Regions from separate parts of the Sus scrofa genome. Here region 2 is linked to region 1. Evidence: chromatin contacts called from public HiChIP or PLAC-seq data. All regions are on one chromosome and are shown on one strand. Each heading gives the region's core, a stretch centred on a gene start, on an enhancer-like site or on the middle of the called end of the contact. The rest is flanking DNA. Distances are from core to core; before and after follow the strand shown.

The links. HiChIP or PLAC-seq counts read pairs in DNA pulled down with a chosen protein or histone mark.
Region 2: an H3K27ac HiChIP or PLAC-seq map of alveolar macrophages shows a contact between it and region 1. The contact joins two enhancer-like sites. A contact is called at or near these places in 3 of 47 Hi-C or Micro-C datasets (embryonic fibroblasts, epiblast stem cells and liver) and 1 of 2 datasets of contacts at active chromatin or transcription factors (alveolar macrophages).

Annotation. Positions count from the first base shown.
Region 1 is chr8:118,412,850-118,416,732 of Sscrofa11.1, reverse strand. NFKB1 (nuclear factor kappa B subunit 1) reads left to right here. Exons shown (of 23, transcript NM_001048232.1): 10 at 2,298-2,441; 11 at 3,746-3,835. Among named protein-coding and RNA genes, the nearest start is that of NFKB1, 64 kb to the left of the region's middle. Within about 2 kb of position 1,637, at least 16 of the 83 cell types and tissues checked have an H3K27ac peak or open chromatin away from gene starts, as enhancers often do. A contact at or near this core is called in alveolar macrophages, where this site is marked.
Region 2 is chr8:118,558,173-118,562,055 of Sscrofa11.1, reverse strand. No RefSeq gene overlaps it. Among named protein-coding and RNA genes, the nearest start is that of SLC39A8, 45 kb to the left of the region's middle. Within about 2 kb of position 2,230, at least 5 of the 83 cell types and tissues checked have an H3K27ac peak or open chromatin away from gene starts, as enhancers often do. A contact at or near this core is called in alveolar macrophages, where this site is marked.

The DNA.
Region 1 (3,883 bases), core at 388-2,887:
TCTGCTTTGACCTCACACAAGTCCTTAATCATCCTAGCTTCTTTTTCCTCCTCTGTAAAAGGAGCATGTGTTGTGAGTGGCCGCTTAGGTCCCTTTTGGTTGATGTTTCATAGTACACCCCATGGTCCACTGCCAAAGGCAGACCACAAGGTGTTCAATGCCATAGAAATTCAGACTGCAGATTCTTTTATTTAAAAAAGCTTGTTGTGTGGAATTTTCTGTGTCAGTTTCTTGTCATTGAAATCTCAATGACTGTAGGATAGTTAATATTTTTTAAATTGACTCACAAAATTCCCATTTTTACAGTGAAATAGAACCAGTAACTATCCTTATTTTATACGTCAAAAGGAGTACATAGCAAACACCAAATGATCTTTTTTGCTAGAAATCATGTCAGTGGATAACATTATTTCTGAAGGTGACTATGTTGTCTGCTTTACTCTTATATTCATGTTCTAAAGAACTAATACTCCAAGGGAGATCAACAGGGTAGTAATAGTGATGACTACTAGTTAGGGTACAACTGATTGGGAAACATTATAAATTTGTCCAAAACCTTTGATGAGGAAATTGTTCAAGTTTCTCCGCTTTGAGGTCACCCCTTTCTAGTGGAAGCATGTTTTCTTCAAAGTTGACATATGATGGCGTTTTTTTCTTCCTAACAAGTCTGGACAGGATTCTTTTTTAAAAGATTATTTTTAAGTGTATGTCGTTACCCTACTTTCCCCTGCTTCTTCTTCCAACTGCACTTAGAAGATCATGAGATAACCAGTAAACAGCAGCATTCTTTGTAGCCATGAGATGACTGAAACAACCGCAGAATTAGAAATAAGCAAAGATCTTCGTGAACATAAACAATGACCCGAACTGACATGAACAATCGGAACTAGGACAGTTGTTAAGTATTGGGCTGCTGATTGAAAAAAAAAAAAAGAAAAAATACCATATTGACTGTTCATTTAAGTTAAACAAAAAAACTTCCTTCATTTCTTCATTTTACAAGACAGAAGGGAGAAAAATACATACATGGTGGGAAAATCAGAAATGAGAAAGAAAGGGAAACAGAAAGAAGAAACAAGAACGCAGCAACAGACCACAAAGGGACTGGCAGAACTCAGAAGGGGTGGTGGGACTGGTGAGAAGCAAAAGCAAGACAGAGCGACCACATGAGGACTGAGGGGGGAAAGTCTCAATACCTTCTAGACCTGGACAGTCAGAAATCTCAGAGGACCTCAATGTATTTTAGTTGAGGAGTGGTCTTAGACTTTTAGCCTCACATATCTCATGGCTCCAGATCCCTCTCATATTGGCTTTCTGGAGTCCACCCACTTTTAGCAGCATGGTGGCCCCTAAGGAACCACCTCCGTCACCTTAAGTCTGCACAGTCTCTGACTCTCAGTTTGACTTTTTATTTTGTTCCATGCCCCAGTGACAGTTGAATCTTCTTAAAACACCACCCTATACAGCATTCCCCTGTGCAGAATGCTTGTAGAGGAGATCCCTTGGGTTCACAGTCCAGGTGCTCTGCGATGCGGTCCCGGCCAGCTCCATTTCTCAAGAACTCCTACCAAACTTTCACTTCAGCTGCACCGCTCCACTGCTGTTCTCATAAGCATGAGGTGCACAGTCCTTCCTCCCTCACTCGCCCTTGCGTCTCCTTCCCAGAACACACTTCCTTTGCCCTCTCCTGATAGGGAGTTGATTCTGGGAAGTCTTCCGTGAGTTTTCCAGCCCACAGGGACCTCCTAGAAGTCCTTCCTTGAACTCCTGGAACCCTAGTTGGCACTATGATTTTAACCTATACAGCATTCTAGTGGTATTTCTCTAAGTTTTGCCTTAAAACCTTAAAATTATGCCAGAGGGTTCTTGACAGCAAAAGCATGATGTCATACTTTATTCTGAGCGCTTCACTCATTGTAGATGCATGGTCAGTGTTAGCTGATCGGTAATGGTTGTTTTGTATGACCAAGTGAAAATGCTCAGTAATGTTTTCTCTTCAGTATCTTCTCATGGGTAGTCTAGTCTCTCACTAATTTGAATGGCATAGGGGACTTAAACTACTGCAGAGAGGATTTGGGTGTGTACAGTTCTGTGGTCACTCTGAGGCTGGTTCTTGGTCTTCGTATCCATTGGAATAAATACAATGCTTCTTGAAATTTGGCATCTCTTCCTCCTTGGGTGCTTTCTGTTTCCCTTTAAGATGTTTAAAAATACCATCAGAATTAATATTCTTTCTGTGGCTAGTAGTGGAACTGAATCAATCTTTTCTCCTCTGGTTTCTCTTCCCTTAAATACAGATAAAGAGGAAGTACAAAGGAAACGGCAGAAGCTCATGCCCAATTTCTCAGATAGTTTCGGTGGCGGGAGTGGGGCTGGAGCTGGAGGCGGAGGCATGTTTGGCAGCGGCGGTGGAGGAGGGGGTGCTGGAAGTACTGGACCAGGTATGAATCACGTCTGTTCTTTACTCTCTAATCTGAGAGAGTAAATTTTCTTTTCCAAGATTTCCCTAAGTTGTTCTGATATTATTGAGCATGATATATTACTTTAATTAAAATATTCCCAGCAAATTTTTTTTCAAAGAAATGCCTGTTCATTTTATAATATGTAGATAGATAATACCAAAAACTGTAAGGAAAAAAAAAAAAGTCACCCAAAGCCAGTTTTCAAAAAAAAAAAAACCCACAAATACCTCTGTTAACATTTTGGTTTATTCACATACACTTTTTTTTTGCGTGGGTGTGGGGACACAGTTTGCAGTTGTCTTGGTATCTTTTGGAGACATTGAAAAGATGTCATATTATAGTTACATTATGTTGTAGGAAAGTTGAAAATACTCAAAATCCTGCCATTAAAGGTTAACAGATATTTTTGTGTGAGATTCATTACAATGCATAGTTACACATTTTTCCAGAGCACAGCTGTGGACCTCATTGTGCATAGTATTTTAATCCATGTACTTGTATGACCTGCTTATTATCATCACATTATGATTGTATATAGAGTCCTATATACTATTTTTTGCTAACGGGTTAATATAAGCATTTTCCATGGTAATAGAAACTTTTTACATAAGCCTAATTTTAATCATCATTTTAATGACTTTAATTTTAATATTTCATCAGATGCACAAACCACAGTATAACTTACTTGAATATTATTTCCTATTTCTTATATAAAATGTTGGAAGGAACTCCTCTCTCCATGTTACTTTGATTCCAAATTGTTTTTATAAATTAGATTCTGGGGAGTGAAGTGACTGTGTCAGAGAGTATGACAGCTAATACCCACTGCTTCTCCAAAGAGTTTGACCAGCTTACGCTTTCAGCAAAAATGTCTGAAAATGACCAGCAGGGGAATGTTTCTGTTGGAGAGTCAGTATGTGTTCCTGTGCTTTGTTTGGTGCAGTTTGGCCCTCCAGAGGTTATGCGGCTGTGTTCTGTGTCAGCCAGTCTAAGTCTGGATGGTGACCCCGCACGGTTAGCCTCTCCTCTCCACACAGGGGTGGGAGACGTTCTCCAGCATGAGCTCCTGCAGGCTGCCCCTCGCCTCGGTCTTGCCTGAGCTGCCAAAATGCAGACCCTGCCGGAGTGGGATTCTCATCACCCCATGACCCCCGGGGATGTGTCTGATGACTCTCAACAGAAGCACTGTGTCGGAAACACCTGAGGGAGGGACACTAAGGTTTACCGAATCCTTTTTATAAAAACCATCATGAGGTTTCCTTTGTTTTACTTGACATTTTCAGGGTATGGCTTCCCCCACTATGGATTTCCTACATATGGTGGAATTACCTTCCATGCTGGAACCACTAAATCTAATGCTGGAATGAAGCACGGTAAGTAACCCCTTTTTTTTTTTTTTTTTTTTTTTAACTGCTCAGAAA
Region 2 (3,883 bases), core at 981-3,480, 140 kb before region 1:
TGTGTTATAAAACCTTAGGTATAATAAACGATTGTGCAGAGCCTGAATTTCACGGTTGGAACCACTAATGAAGGCAGACTCTGAGAAGGAGGATCCAAAAGGATTATTGTGTTGGGTGAGATCATGGAAGTCACACATGATGCCTGAGGAGCTTGCTTTTCTCAGCTTTATTTTAAGGGTTAAGGACTCATATTTGCATTGTGTCCAAGTAGGATATGGACCACATGCCAGGTCCTTAACCCACCGAGCAAGGCTGGGATACTGGCCTTGGAGCATACTCAGCCTCATGGATCCTAGCCAAGTTTGTTACTGCTGAGCCACAGTGGGAACTCCTAAATAAGATATATTAATTGCTCACTTTTTTCTTTATTGATCTTTGTATCATTTCCCTCTCATTAAACTTGGATAACTCTTGCAGTTTTTGAAGAGAAATTAAGAGGGAAAATGTGTTATTCCCTTAAAGCTCTAGAATGTGCCTACTTCCTTTTTTCTTCCTCCATCCCCCCACCCTCTCATGGTGATGTCTGGTGATCTACGCCTAGAATTCTACATGCTACAGCTCATGAGTTAAATTAGAAATGTTAATAAAGAAGGTGTGAGGTCACGGGTAGAGGAAAGGAGCCGTTTTATGTGAGCAAGTATGATTCATTATACACAGGTTCTGTCCCTGAGAACACGTCTAAAACATAAAGTGTCAGTGCATAGCTAGTAAGTAGAAATTTAGAAGGCCGCTGAGTACTTATTTTAATTATCCACCTTTCTTGGGCAGGTGTGTGGAAAATCCTAACATTTACAATTTCTTAATTCACAGACAAATACCCAGTTAGCAGTCGTCTCATTAAGACTATTAGAAATTGAAAGAAATCAAGCTTAACTTTATAACTCGATTTTAATTCCCCTTGCCAAAAAAAGAAAAAAGAAAAAAACTAAAAAGAAAAATATCCTGTGATAGTACTGGGCTCAATATACAATAGTTCTACCCTGTAAAGTCAGAGAGAGTCCTTTTAAGTTCAACTATATCTAAACACCAATTCATATTTCTGACAGATGTCCTCCAAGGTTTAATTGGTTTATATCCAACAACTCTAAACAACATGTCAATCTTTATTTATTAATATGGGGTACATTTACACAAGTAATTTTCCCCCAAAGGGTCACTAGGGAGCTCTCAAACTCAGACATTTTACAAGTGAATTTCTGAAGTTTTTCTATGGGTAATTCTGCTTTGAAAATTTTCCAGTCTTCAAACCATCAAGAGTGTAGAACTTTGGAACCTTCTTTATTGATTTGCCCTTGTCCTGGAGCAGACTCAGAATTGTTTTCTGAGAAAAATCTTTAAACTGTCTACCATGCTCCCAGGCCTCCTCTTGGCAGAGGTAGGTCAATGCCAACTCAAGTCTAAGGTAGGCACTTGATTTTCACAAGGTGACATTCTCTTTTATCTCTTTGCTCAGTTGACTTTTAAAACATATGCTTTTTGAGGTATATGAGTTTTTAAAATACAGTGTTTCATAACACCAAATACATTTGCCAAATAATAAAATGGCCATCGCTACTTATGCTTTATCCTGGATTAATCTCTGGAGTGCTAAGATACCAGGCCATTCCCACTGCATCCTATGTAAGCCTTTCAAATCACTCAAACCTAGATCATCTTATTGGATTCTCATCATAACCCTGTTAGATAATTAAGGTAGAGATTATTATCCCCATTTTTCAGGTGGGAAAACTAATAAATGGGGTAATTAAATCTCTGAAACCCAAGTTAAAGGACTGAGTCAAGCAATTGAGTCAAAACAGAAGAATACATATAACAATATTTATTGAGTAGCTTTCTTGGTTACAATTTTCTGCCTCTCTGTTGTAGCTAAAAGGCAGCCTAAAATCTTAACCAAAAGGTGAAGGAGTAATTTACTCCCTGTAAAGGTTAGCTCCCTAATAACAGATAACAGGGGAGCCTGCTTTTCTTCATCTATAAAATAACGTTGAACTAACTAATCAGAGGTCATGACCTGGCAGGATAATGAATAGTTTCAGGATGCATTTCAACTGACCTGCAGACTCTTGGGTCAGAAAATTTTAACATTAAAAAAGTCAGAGATTTCTGGCTTCTCTTGTAATCATAAAATTGGGCTGCCCTTGACCCATATTTGTGCATGGTAGCAATCGAATGGAGTTACATCCACACTTCCCCTTTTGCTAAAGCATGTACTTCTCCGTTTCCCATGATTCATACCACTCCCTATTACTTACACCCAAAGAAGCTTCATTTAAGGGCACTATTGCTTGAGTCCTGTAGATATTTCACTTCCTCATTCATTTTATTCAACAAGCATTTACCAGACGAAGCTTATACATGCAATATTACACAACACATACTCAGAAGGAAAGGGTAACTAAAACAAAGCCCAGGAGCGCCACCATCTCATCCTATGGTGGGGACACATGGGCATAAATAGATTGTTACTACATAGATGCCTTGGGGCTCAGTTTTCGGACCTATTCTCCGCTCTTTTTTTCACTCCCTTGGTATCCTCACTCAGACTCATGGCTTTAAATACCATCTCTTTGCTGATGTACATCTCTAGTCTGGCCCTGGATTCCAGTCTCATCTGGCTAAATGCCTAATAAATAACTTCACCTGGAAATCTTATCGTCATTCAAACTCCATAGGTCCAAAATCAGACCATGAGTTCAGCTCCCAAAGCCTCAGTCTTTCCTGTATCAAAGAATGACAACCCTCTTCTTCGAGTGGGTAAGGCCAAACCCTTGACGTCTTCACTTCTTACCCTTTTCATTCATTCCATCAGCAAGTCATGTTAGCCCAGGGAAGGGAGGCTGCGAGTCTCCATGAAGTGACATCTGAGGATGAATGGTACTTAACTGGATGAAAAAGGAAATGACGTGCATTGCAGACAGAGGGGACCACATAAGCACAGGTGTGGAAGAGAGAAATAACCGGACATCTAGGAGGAACTCTAAGTAAGTCAATGTACCTAAAACATAACTTATGGGAAGAGAGACACTGAAGATGGTTGTAGAGATGTAGGTGGGGTCTGGATCACAGAAGGCCTTTTATCCCATTTATCAACCCGTATCATCAAAGCATTTTAGGCAGGTAGGACACTGATGAGTAAAGCCAGGTGAGAGATGGTTAGGCCCTAAACTGAAGCAGCCACAACTTGGATTTAAACTCAGTAGGACTGAAGATTGGGCCAGTGTAGGAGAGGAAAAGAAACCATGAAGATAACATAGCCCCGAATGGAAATACAGGAGAAACGATTTGGAGAAGGAAATAATAATTCAGTATCAGAAATACTGAACTTGACAGCCCATGGAGCAACCATGGAAACGACTTAATGAGTTACCCAAAGCTTGGGAGATGTAGCCTGGAGATATGAGTTTGAGAACCATCAGCAAATAAATGGGAATTAGAGCTACGACAACTGTACACTGTGTCCCTTAGCCAAGTCACCTAATGGCTCTCTGTCCCAGTTTTCTCATCTATAAAGTGGGGAATATCATACCTACTTTATAATGTTGTTTTGAAAGTTATTTAAGAGAATTATAATACTTTAATGGAGTTAGGACTTGACATAGCTGTTAGTCATGGTAGCTGTTTAAAAACTAATTTTTCAGATTACATTGGAAGACCATGAGGAAGAGTAGTTATCAACCTTTTGCAGAGACACAAATGCTTTTGAGAAGGCATTCTCATTAAAAAGTTACACATAACCAAACACCCAATTCAGGAGGTCTGTGGACCCCCTAAAGAATCCGAGGCTTAAAAATTCTTGATGCAGAGTTAGAAGGGGGAAAATTGAAGAATAAAACAAAGGAAAATCAACATTTAAGGGATGAGCAGAGGAAGAGAAGACCAAGA